Regions from separate parts of the Sus scrofa genome. Here region 1 is linked to region 2. The links are chromatin contacts, called in public HiChIP or PLAC-seq maps. All regions are on one chromosome and are shown on one strand. The core of a region is the stretch at or near the end of the contact, and the rest is flanking DNA. Distances in the headings are between cores, read along the strand shown.

Region 1 (4,801 bases), core at 1,211-3,710, 160 kb after region 2:
GAGGGGCCTGGGGGGAGGATGCTGGGAGAAGCGAGGAGGCCCAGCCTATCCCCAGAGGCCACTCTCCAGGGGCTTCCCCAGGTCTGGCCTCCGTTTTGCATAGTCTGGCTCTCCCAGGTGGGCCCATCACTTGGAGTCCCTGGGGAAGGGCGAGGTCAGAGAACAAGGGGCACCCTCCCACCCCTCCCCTACACACCAAGCCTTAACCACATAAGGCCTGGACACCTGCGGGTCGAGCAGGCCCATGCGTCCAGGCACACAGACTAAGACGCACATGCAAATACACACACGCTAGACCCATATGCAAAACGCAGACGCGGACAGGCCCCGGGCCCAGACACACATTTCCACGCCGGCTCACGCCACGTACAGGAGTGTGCAGGCATGCACACACACACATGCGTTCACATGCGTGTGCAGACACACTTGTGCTGAACAAGAGCTGAGGAGGCCCTCAGCAGCACAGGCTCCCTGGACACAAAGACACAGTCCCCACTCCTGGACCTCATAGGTTAGGGAGAAAAAAAACCAAGCGTGCTGGTGGTAGGAATGGCTGTTCTTCACACAGTCACATGACTCTGTTCATTGAATCTTCACAGGGACCTCCTGGAGTTGGGGTATCTGCCTGACAAATGAGGAAACGGGGGGGGGGGGGGGAGCTGGAGGGCGGGACCTGTCTGAGGTCCCAGAGCTGGCGAGCAGCAGCCTCACGAGGAAGGTAGGGGCAGGGCCTCTGCTTCCTTGCAGTGACCTCCACACAGACCTGCTCAGAGAGGCTCTGAGGACACACCCCGCCTGGAGGGCCCTCTGGGCTGGCAGAGGGGCCTGGCAGCTGCTGGCAGCCCCACTGAGGCGCTGCACCTGCCACTCTCTTCCCCCTCCGGTAGCACCTGCTACAAGAAACTCTTCTGCCCATTTTGCAGAAGAGGACACAGAGTCTCTGAGAGGACAGGGGGCCTTAGGAGGTGGCCAAGCTGGGCACTGTGGGCAGGACAAGGCCCTCTTGGCCACAGGACCAGAGACAGATGGGAGCACTTCCTGTTCACCCTAGGGCTCAGGCGCCCCAGACCACCCGGTAGGTCAAGGAGTCCCCCCGACCCTGGCTGGACATAGTGCTGGGTGCACGGGTGGAAGAGTGCAGACCTCGGCCTGCTCCAGGGTGCTGGCCTGCCCCTAACCATCAGGCAGCCCAGCTCGTGAGCTTCTTGTCATTTCCCATATCACCTAGAGAGATGCCATGAAGCACAACCAGGCCTGAGAAAACCAAGCCCCTTGAGTACCTGGGCAAGAACGCACAGACCCTTGGGGCTCAGGCCCCAGCCCCCACCTTTCCCTGCGGCAGGGGCCTGTGGGCGCCACTGTCATTCAGTGAGACAGCATGTCTGGGGCCCCTTTGAACTGGGCCCTGAGTGCAGGCAAAGGTTGGTGTGGAGAGGACGGCTGCACCAGGAGCCTCCCATGAGAAGCCCTTGGAAATCACCCTCTCAAGGGGGCAGCTCCTGCCCAGGAGCCACTCACTGCCTGTCCTGAAGCCCTTCAGTCATCTGAGCAACTGGAGGAATCTTATAAAATGCAGATTCCTGGGCCCGCTCCCAATCTGCCGAAACTCAGTCTCGGGGCTGGAGTCCTAGCATTGCTATTTTGCAAAGCTTGGGGCTCTGATAGAGAAGCCAGGGCTGAGAACCCTGGCCTTGGGCCCTGGTGACTGACAGCTAGTTGTTTCAGACTGTAACCAATGCCGTCTTATTTCCTCCTGGGTCCCTCCAAAGGATGCTCGATAAATGTGTGGTGGTGATACCTGTGGGCTGGCCAGAGTTTGGGCCCGCAAAGGGTGCAGCTGGAGCTCCACTGTCCTGTGTGACCTTGGGCAAGACACTGCCCTCTCTGGGCCTTAGTTCCAATGTTCTCCAAGGGCTGGTACTTTGTGAGCCACTGCTGGACCCCAAGGGCTGCCTGAACCCCAGGGGCAGGAGATGTTACTCCCGGACTGGGAGGGAGCCAGACTCATCTCCTAGGCATCTCTGGATTTCCCCCGCTTACCCTCCGAAAAACGGGTCCAAGCCTTGGGGACACCCAGAGCTGCTCTGATCTCAGGGTTCTTGTGCACCTCAGGGGAGAAAACTTTGCCAGCCCCCCCAAACTCCAGCCTGGCCTCGGGTTGAGCTGGGGGGAAGTGAGGACCCCAGCCCCTCCCCCCATCGCGAGGACGCGCGAGGTGGTGGGCGAGGAACAGGTGCAGAGGCTTCCACTTCTTAGAATCCCTGCGAGGCCCGGGTGGGTGAGCTCATTTACGGGAAGGGGGGATGGGGGGCTCGCTCTTCTCACCCGGCCCTGCTGGGGGGGCGGCAAGTGCGTCAGCAGCCCCGGCTCCCGGCCTGCCTCCGGAAACGCCGCCCAGGGCTCAGTCACGAACCCGGGCAGGCAGGGGGGGGGCAGGCAGCCAGAGCGCCGAGGGGGAGTCAGGTGACCTGCGAGGAAGCTTGGCTGGGGGCCGGGAGGCTGCACCGGGGTGCAGGGTGAGGTCAACTTCCCCCTTCCCCGGGGCTTGTACCCCCCCCCTCCCCGGGCCCACAGGCTGGCGGGATGTCTCTCCAGCTGTCTGTCCACTGTCCCCTCATCCCACCAAGGGCTCCGGACCTTGGCTTGTTCCCCTGGTGCCCGTGAAGTCTGAGTTCCCGGCAAGGACCAGCCTCCAGGGGGCTTCAGGTCAAGGTCGTGCAGGGGCTGGGGAGGAGACCCCAGCCAGGGATTGCGGGAGAGAACCCTGCCCCCGACCCCCACTCCATCCCGCCCCCACTTCTCTGCAGCTATTTAAAGCAAGTGGTGGCCGTGGGAAACTTCTTCAGATGTGTGGTTTCAGCTTCTTCAGCACAGGCACTGGGTCTGCTCTCTCGGTCTGGTGACTCATCCAGAGTGAGAAAAGCCTTTTTGTTGTTTGGCGCTCGCTGGAGGCTCTGTGGTCTGAGAGCCTGGCCCGATGGGACCTTCCCTTGCTGGGACTCCAGGAAGGCCTTGGAAGTGCCGGAGTACCCCTTTGTCCCGTCACCAGACCCAGGAAGCCCCTAGGGCTGCAACGTTCTGGAGGGGGTTGGGGCGGCCAGGCTGCCCATCTTCAAAACCCGTCCCAGCCACCACCTCCTCCAAGAAGCCACGGGTGAGTCCTCCAAAACCTCAGTCAATCTCCACCTTAGTGACTCGGTCCTCTGCCCTCAGTGTTCTCATCTCTGAAATGGGCCAGCAAGTCCAAGCTGGCAGATCTGTGTGAAGATTATCTGCAGAATGTGTAGCGGGGTGTCTGACACACAGCAGGTGCTCCACAGATGGGGTTTATGATTAATGAGTTGCTAATATTTACTGAGTGTTTATTTTAGGCTAAGCATTTTACATGAATGATCCCATTTAATTTTGCCGACACCTCCAGGAAGTGCTGACTAGTATTACCCCCACTTTACAGATGAGGAAACTAAGGCAGAGGGAGTCAAATTACTTCCTCATTATCTCATGTCCCAGGAGCCTGGCAAATGGTGGCAGATAACGACTTGGACTCCAGGAGCTTTAAAGAGCTTTAGAGCCTTTGTACATGGTATTTCCTCTGCCTGAGCATCAGCTTCTCCCCCGATTGCCTGACCATATCCTCCTCGAGCCTGAGACCTCAGCCTGAAGGTCACTTCCTCCTGGAACCTTCCAGGACTGGCTGTGGTATGGGCCCTCACAGCCCACAGCCCCTCTCTGCATGCTCCTTATAATCGCACTTAAATCATGATTTGCGCAGTTTTCTGCCTGGGTCCCCACCCAGACTGTGAGCATCCCCAGATGAGGGATGGATCTGGCCCCTCCTTGCTGCATCCCCAGGGGGCGTGCAGTACCTGGCACACAGTAGGTTCCCAAGGCTGTGGACTGAATTCATACCACCAAGGCAGCCGGAGACTGGGAGAAGCGTGGAGCAGTAGTTACCTGGGACAGGTTTCCGGGAACTTCTCTTCTCCCCTTCGGTAACCTCTGGGAAAGGCAGGCCCTGGGACCTGCTGCTCAGTTGGGAGTGACAGAAGGGTCCCAGAGAGGCCATGGAGAGGACCACTTTCCCAGGACGGCAGGTTTGCCACCCTTTCACGGATGCGGGACCCCCTAGCTATTTGCTTATGGTCCTGGAATATCATGGGAGGGAGCTGGTGGGGGAGTGTGTCCTGTGTCCCCACTCCCTGTCCCTCTGGCAGTGGCTGAGGTCCCGTGAGGTAGGAGCACGCCACTCTGTCCTTGGGGGTCCAGAGGTCGCCAGGGCCAAGGTGGGTGAGGCTCATCACAGGTGGCGTGGGGGTCAGAGAGAGGTTCCAAGGAAGACGTGAGCGCACAGTCTCGAGTCTCCAGGGAGTGGGTGGGGGGCTGGGCCCCCCTGGGTGATGGAGGCTGGACGGGCCCTGGCTGAAGGGGGCTGCCATGAGAACTGCCAGGAACTCAGGACATTGTGGCCTCAGATCTGGATCCAGCAGCCATGCCAGCAGAGGTGAGGGGCCGCTTATGGACCGTGGGAGTAGCTGGGCCAGCACAGGGGCCCTCCTTCTGCTCATGGAAGGAGCCATCGCCACCACAGCCACACCAGTGACCAGAAAGGAGCAGGGGAAGAAAGAACAGATGACCATGGACGAGGCCAAGCCAGCCACCCACAAAGTAGGAATCGTTGAGCAGACAGGAGGGGCCGCACCAGCAAGAACGATGCAACTGACCACAGACGCTCATGTTCCCTTTGTCATCAAAAGCTCTCGGTACCCCTGCGGACGCTTGGGCTTGAGTGCCCACTGGCCGC
Region 2 (5,237 bases), core at 748-3,247:
AAGGAAGGGAAGCAGAGTTCTGTACTTGTATGATCCTTATATTATTTGGCAAATGGTAAAAGTACTAGTTTCAGAAAATGATAGTAGATCTTAGATAAATATTGTAATCTGTAGGGTCACTGCTAAGCTAATTATGAGAATAACTTAAAAAATCTAAGATTCAAGGGTAAAATGGAATTTAAAAAAAATCAAATCCAAAAGAAAGGATAAGAGGACTAAAGGAACAAGGGACAGGACCAGTTGGAAAAATAGCAAAAGGTTAGCTGTAGGAGTTCCCATCGTGGCTCAGTGGTTAATGAACCCAGCTAGGATCCATGAGGATACAGGTTCAATCGCTGGCCTCACTCAGTGGGTTAAGGATTCGGCGTTGCCGTGAACTGTGGTGTAGGTCGCAGACATGGCTCAGATCTGGCATTGCTGTGGCTGTGGTGTAGGCTAGGGGCTATGGCTCTGATTCGACCCCTAGCCTGGGAACCTCCATGTGCCATGGGTGTGGCCCTAGAAAAGACAAAAAAAAAGTTAGCTATAAACCCTACACCATATTACATGAAATGTAAGTGGGCTAAACCAATTACAAGGAAGTGTTAAACTGTATTTAAAACAATTACAAGACAAACATATTTATAAGAAACAAACTTTATGAGGATAAAAAGTTGAAATTAAGGGATGAAACAGTCAAATAATTGACCACAAACAAAAGAAAGTAGGTATAACCATTTATCATACAAAGCAGGCTTCGAGGCAAGAGGTATTACTACAGACAAAGAAGGCATCTTATAGGACATTTATAATGTCCTTTTATGATGATGGAAAGTTTATTCACTAGGAAGACATAATAGTCTTAAATTTACATGAACCTAATAACAGTCTTGGATACATACAGCAAATGTTAACGAAGCTAAAAGGAGAAGAAAGTATGCCATCATAATTGGAGTTTTTAACATAGCTCTCCACTAACTGATACACGAGCAGGGACTGTCCCCTCCCCACAAACTCAGTAAGGAATAGCAGATTTCAATAACACAATTAACCACTTCGACCTAATACTGGAACACTATATCCAACAACTGCCCAACGCACATTCTTTTCAAGCATGTGGAGCTTTTAGCAAAGTAATCCAACATGTTTAACCATAAAGCAAGGCCTCCACAAAGTTCAAAGAAATGAAATTGTACTGAGTATGTTCTCTGCAGTGGAACTGAAATAGAGATTAATAATTTCTATTATTGATATAGATTGATAATATTCTATTATTGCTGAAAGACAGCAAGAAAACTCTCCAGAATAAGGAAACAGTTGTAGCAAGTGCAGCAAGCCTATACCCTACACTGAAATTTAAAATTTTAATTTAACAAACATATGTGCAGTGAGCCAGAATTATTCTAAGTACTTTGCATATGTTAACTGGGTCTTCCTAACAATCCTGTGAGATAGAGACTGCTTCCCACTTTATGGATGAGGAAACTGAGGCACAGGGATGTTAAGAAACTTGCTCAAGGCCACACAGCTAGTAAGTGACAGCCAGAATTAAGAGCCCAGAGGAGCCCGTAGCAATAAGTGGATCGTGCCCTGCAATCTTTAGAAGTGCTTCTGTCCTTTTTTCTCATTAGGATGGACTTGGCTCCTTGACCCAGGACAGCAAAGATAAATGGGTTGGTTGCCAGGTAAGCAGAGCCTAGCTAGAGTCAATCTATTCTTGTATTTCTTCCCTGGGGCAGGCCTCTTGCAAGGAACCGAAGGTAGAGGATCCAGGCCCAGACAAGGCCCGCATCTCCCAGGAGACTTACCTCCCCAGGGGCTCTACCACCTGCTGAGGAGGCAGTGGCCGCGCCAGAGTCCCTGAAGCCTTGGCCGACTTTCCTTGCCTCGCGTGGTCTTCCTAAAATGACCAGCAGGAGGCGCAGGCTCCTTTCCATTCGGCCCCGCGGCTGCAAGCAGGGACGTGACAGCTGCAGGACCTCGTCGGTTTGCGGAGCCGGCAGCTCGGTTCAGCCGCGTGGAGGGCTTCCTTCCTCTTTATCAGATCTGTCACGCCTGCCGCGCTGTGAAGGCACCTCCGGCCCCTTCCCTCCTTCCTGTGTCGAACGGACGCTCCCCGCGCCGCCGCTCACCTACAGCGCGGCGCCTGCCGCCCCGCCGGAGGCCCGGCCGGCCCTGTCGCACCCTTTGCGGGGGGCAGGGCCGTGCTTTGAGGTCGGGTCGCCGGGGGCTTTGGCTGCCCCCGGCCGGGAGCCCCGCGCCTGGTTCTTGCAGCCCTTTCGCACTTCTGCACGCGCTGGGTTCTCACTGGCCCGCGGGGCGGCTGGAGGAAGCGCCTCGGAAGCCAAACTGACAGGTCTGGTGGCGGTTGGGACGAGGAGGGAGGGGTGCCGCCGCGGTTAGCGCCCGGGCTCCTCCCCGCTTCGCCCCTGCGCCGCCGGCAGCGCGTGCCAACTACCGCGCCAGGGGTTCAGAGCCGCGGGTCGCAGCTCCCGCAGGTGCCGCACGCGGAGCCCAGCTGATTGCCGCTGGGAGAGCTGATGCAGCCCGCACACGAGACCCTCCCGCATGCCCCTCGGAGGGGGGCTCCGCGCCCAGAGCTGAATGTGACTGTCTCTAGGAGGAGGGTCCTGGTCTGCAGACTGCCCTGGAGGGAGCAGTGGCCTCAAGAGAGGCGAGCTGCCCTCAGAGCGGCCTTTGGGAGGATAAAAAAGAAATCCAGTGACACCTTTCTGATCCTATTTCTTATTTTATATATTTCAGTTTCTTCTAGTGTTCTCTCTTTCTCTCGTTTCCTCAGTCAAAGAAGAACAAAGGATCTTTGGTGTTCCCTGGTGGCCTAGTGGTTAAGCCGGCATTGTCATTTGCTGTGGCTCTGGTCACTACTGTGGCCTGGGCTGGGTTCCTGGTCTGAGAACTTCCACATGCTCCAGGTGTGGGGCCAAAAAAAAAATGCATAAATGATGTTCATTAAACACGATGTGCCAGTTACAGTACTGAGTTTATATACCTATAGGTATAAATATGTTTTTAAAATATGTAACCGTTTCAAGTCTTTCATCTTGTCAACACTCCATTGGAGTTAGAGATGGTTATTAACCCTCTTTTAAAGGTAAGGAGCTTCAAGCATAGAGAGATTCAAGCTCACACAGCTAGGAATGGATCAAGGCCATCTGGCTCCAGAGCTTAACCATCAGAGCGCTGGGTACCATGCTGTCACCTTTCCTTTGTTGGGAGGGGCTCAAACTGGGGACTCAGGAAGGCTGATTTCATGGCCCAGCTGTGAAGCAGCAGCCCGGAGCTCCCCAAGTGCACTTTTCTCGTGGGGTGGTCAGAAGTTCCTGGGCTGTACCGTGTTTCGCTCCAGCCTGCCAAGCGCCAGGCATGTCGGGACAATGCCAGTGAGCTAAAGGCTCTAATACCATGCACCAAGCATACCTGTGCTCCATTTTTGTTTGTAAGGGAGGGTCCTGTTTGGTGAGAGGGGACTCTGGGGGCCGGGGGAGCACAAGGGTCTTTTCCGCCACCTGGGCTCTGAGATGTAACTCTCTGTTGTCTGCAGAGGTCACTGTAGGCCAGTGAAATCTGACTGTGGCTGACCAGGAGGTTTCCCCACCGAGGAAGTGGCAGGAGAAGAAAAGCTCAGTGATAGCTCCCTTCCCCTTCCTTCATCAGAAACAGTGTCATTTCAACGATGTCCTCTCATTTTCTGGAATAGTTTCCCCAAATCTCTACAGGTGCTCTAGGAATCCCATGGCCCTTGCCAGAAACTTAAGGTTACCTGATTTTATTATTATTTGTCTTTTAGGGCCACACCCACGGCACATGGAGGTTCCCAGGCTAGGGGTTGAATCAGAACAGCAGCTGCCAACCTACACCACAGCCACAGCAATATAGGGTCTGAGCCTCATCTGTAGCCTACACCACAGCTCATGGCAATGCCGGATCCTTAACCCATGGAGCAAGGCCAGCTATCGAACCTGGTTCCTGATGGATACCAGTCAGATTCGTTTCCGCTGAGGCACAGCGGAACTCCCGAATTTAATTGTTTTAAAAATTGATGTTAAAGACAAAAATGTAAATGAACTGGAGCCCAACTGGTGCACGATACTGGTTTGACTATCAATAGAGGATTTTTTTTTTTCTTAAAGAAAAATTCTGCCATGTTCTAAAGATACCTTTCACCGTGGTGGTCCAAAAAAACTTTCATTATCAGAGGCTTTTTAGAAGGCCCAGTGACAGCGAGCTAGAAGTACTCCAGCACCTTTGGCTCACCAGTGAATGAACTAAGGGTGAGAGACTTGCCCAAGGTCCTGTAGGTGGTTAATTGCAGCATGGGGACCCCAGGACAGTGCTCTCAGGACGAGACAGCGGATTTGGCTGTCACGATGGCTACCATGTAGGGGCACAGTTGTTACCCCTTCTTGATCCCCTTGTCCTTGGCTTGCAGGGGGTCCTTGACGTAATAAGGCATGGGTTTAACAAATAGTCCTTGGCATCCAGAATCTTGATCTCATGTTAAAACACACTTAACTGTATGAGATGCTCCATTCATTAAAAAATAACACTCTGGAGCTCCTTCTGGGCACAAGGCACTGGCTGGATGTGAATAAATGGAGACGCGTGATTTTTGCCTTCTGGGAGCTTCCAGGATCACAAGGGAGAAGGACATAAACACGAATCACCAGGCAATAAAAGCAGAAAGTGAGAAACCATTCACAAGAGACTTCAAAGCACTATTCATTCACTTACTCACGGATGATGTTTATTAAGCCTACCTTGTGCCGATTCATAAAGGGCACAATTGCTTTTCACTTGGAAACTGACAGAGTATCAAGGAGAACAACTTTTTTTTTTTTTTTTTTTTTACAGGTTTTTAACTCTTTTTTGCTTTTTAGGGCCGCATGTGTGGCATATGGAGGTTCCCAGCCTAGGTCAAATTAGAGCTGTAGCTGCTGGCCTACACCACAAGCACAACAACGCCAGATGTGAGCCACATCTTCCACCTACACCACAGCTCATGGCAATGCCGGATCCTTAACCCACTGAACGAGGCCAGGGATCAAACCTGTGTCCTCATGGATGCTAGTCAGATTTGTGATTTGTTTTCACTGAGCCACGACGGGAACTCCTCTCTAAGAAGTTTTGAGCTTGCTTCCCATTGGGAACCTATTACAGCGTAAGCATTTCCTCACAGTCCCTCATTCTTTTTTTTTTTTTTTTGTCTTTTTAGGGCCTCACCCGAGGCATATGGAAGT

The links. HiChIP or PLAC-seq counts read pairs in DNA pulled down with a chosen protein or histone mark.
Region 1: an H3K27ac HiChIP or PLAC-seq map of alveolar macrophages shows a contact between it and region 2. The contact joins two enhancer-like sites. A contact is called at or near these places in 1 of 47 Hi-C or Micro-C datasets (embryonic fibroblasts) and 1 of 2 datasets of contacts at active chromatin or transcription factors (alveolar macrophages).

What each region holds. Positions count from the first base shown.
Region 1 is chr6:82,647,756-82,652,556 of Sscrofa11.1, forward strand. No RefSeq gene overlaps it. Among named protein-coding and RNA genes, the nearest start is that of RUNX3, 55 kb to the left of the region's middle. Within about 2 kb of position 2,461, at least 30 of the 83 cell types and tissues checked have an H3K27ac peak or open chromatin away from gene starts, as enhancers often do. A contact at or near this core is called in alveolar macrophages, where this site is marked.
Region 2 is chr6:82,487,819-82,493,055 of Sscrofa11.1, forward strand. No RefSeq gene overlaps it. Among named protein-coding and RNA genes, the nearest start is that of CLIC4, 89 kb to the left of the region's middle. Within about 2 kb of position 1,998, at least 29 of the 83 cell types and tissues checked have an H3K27ac peak or open chromatin away from gene starts, as enhancers often do. A contact at or near this core is called in alveolar macrophages, where this site is marked.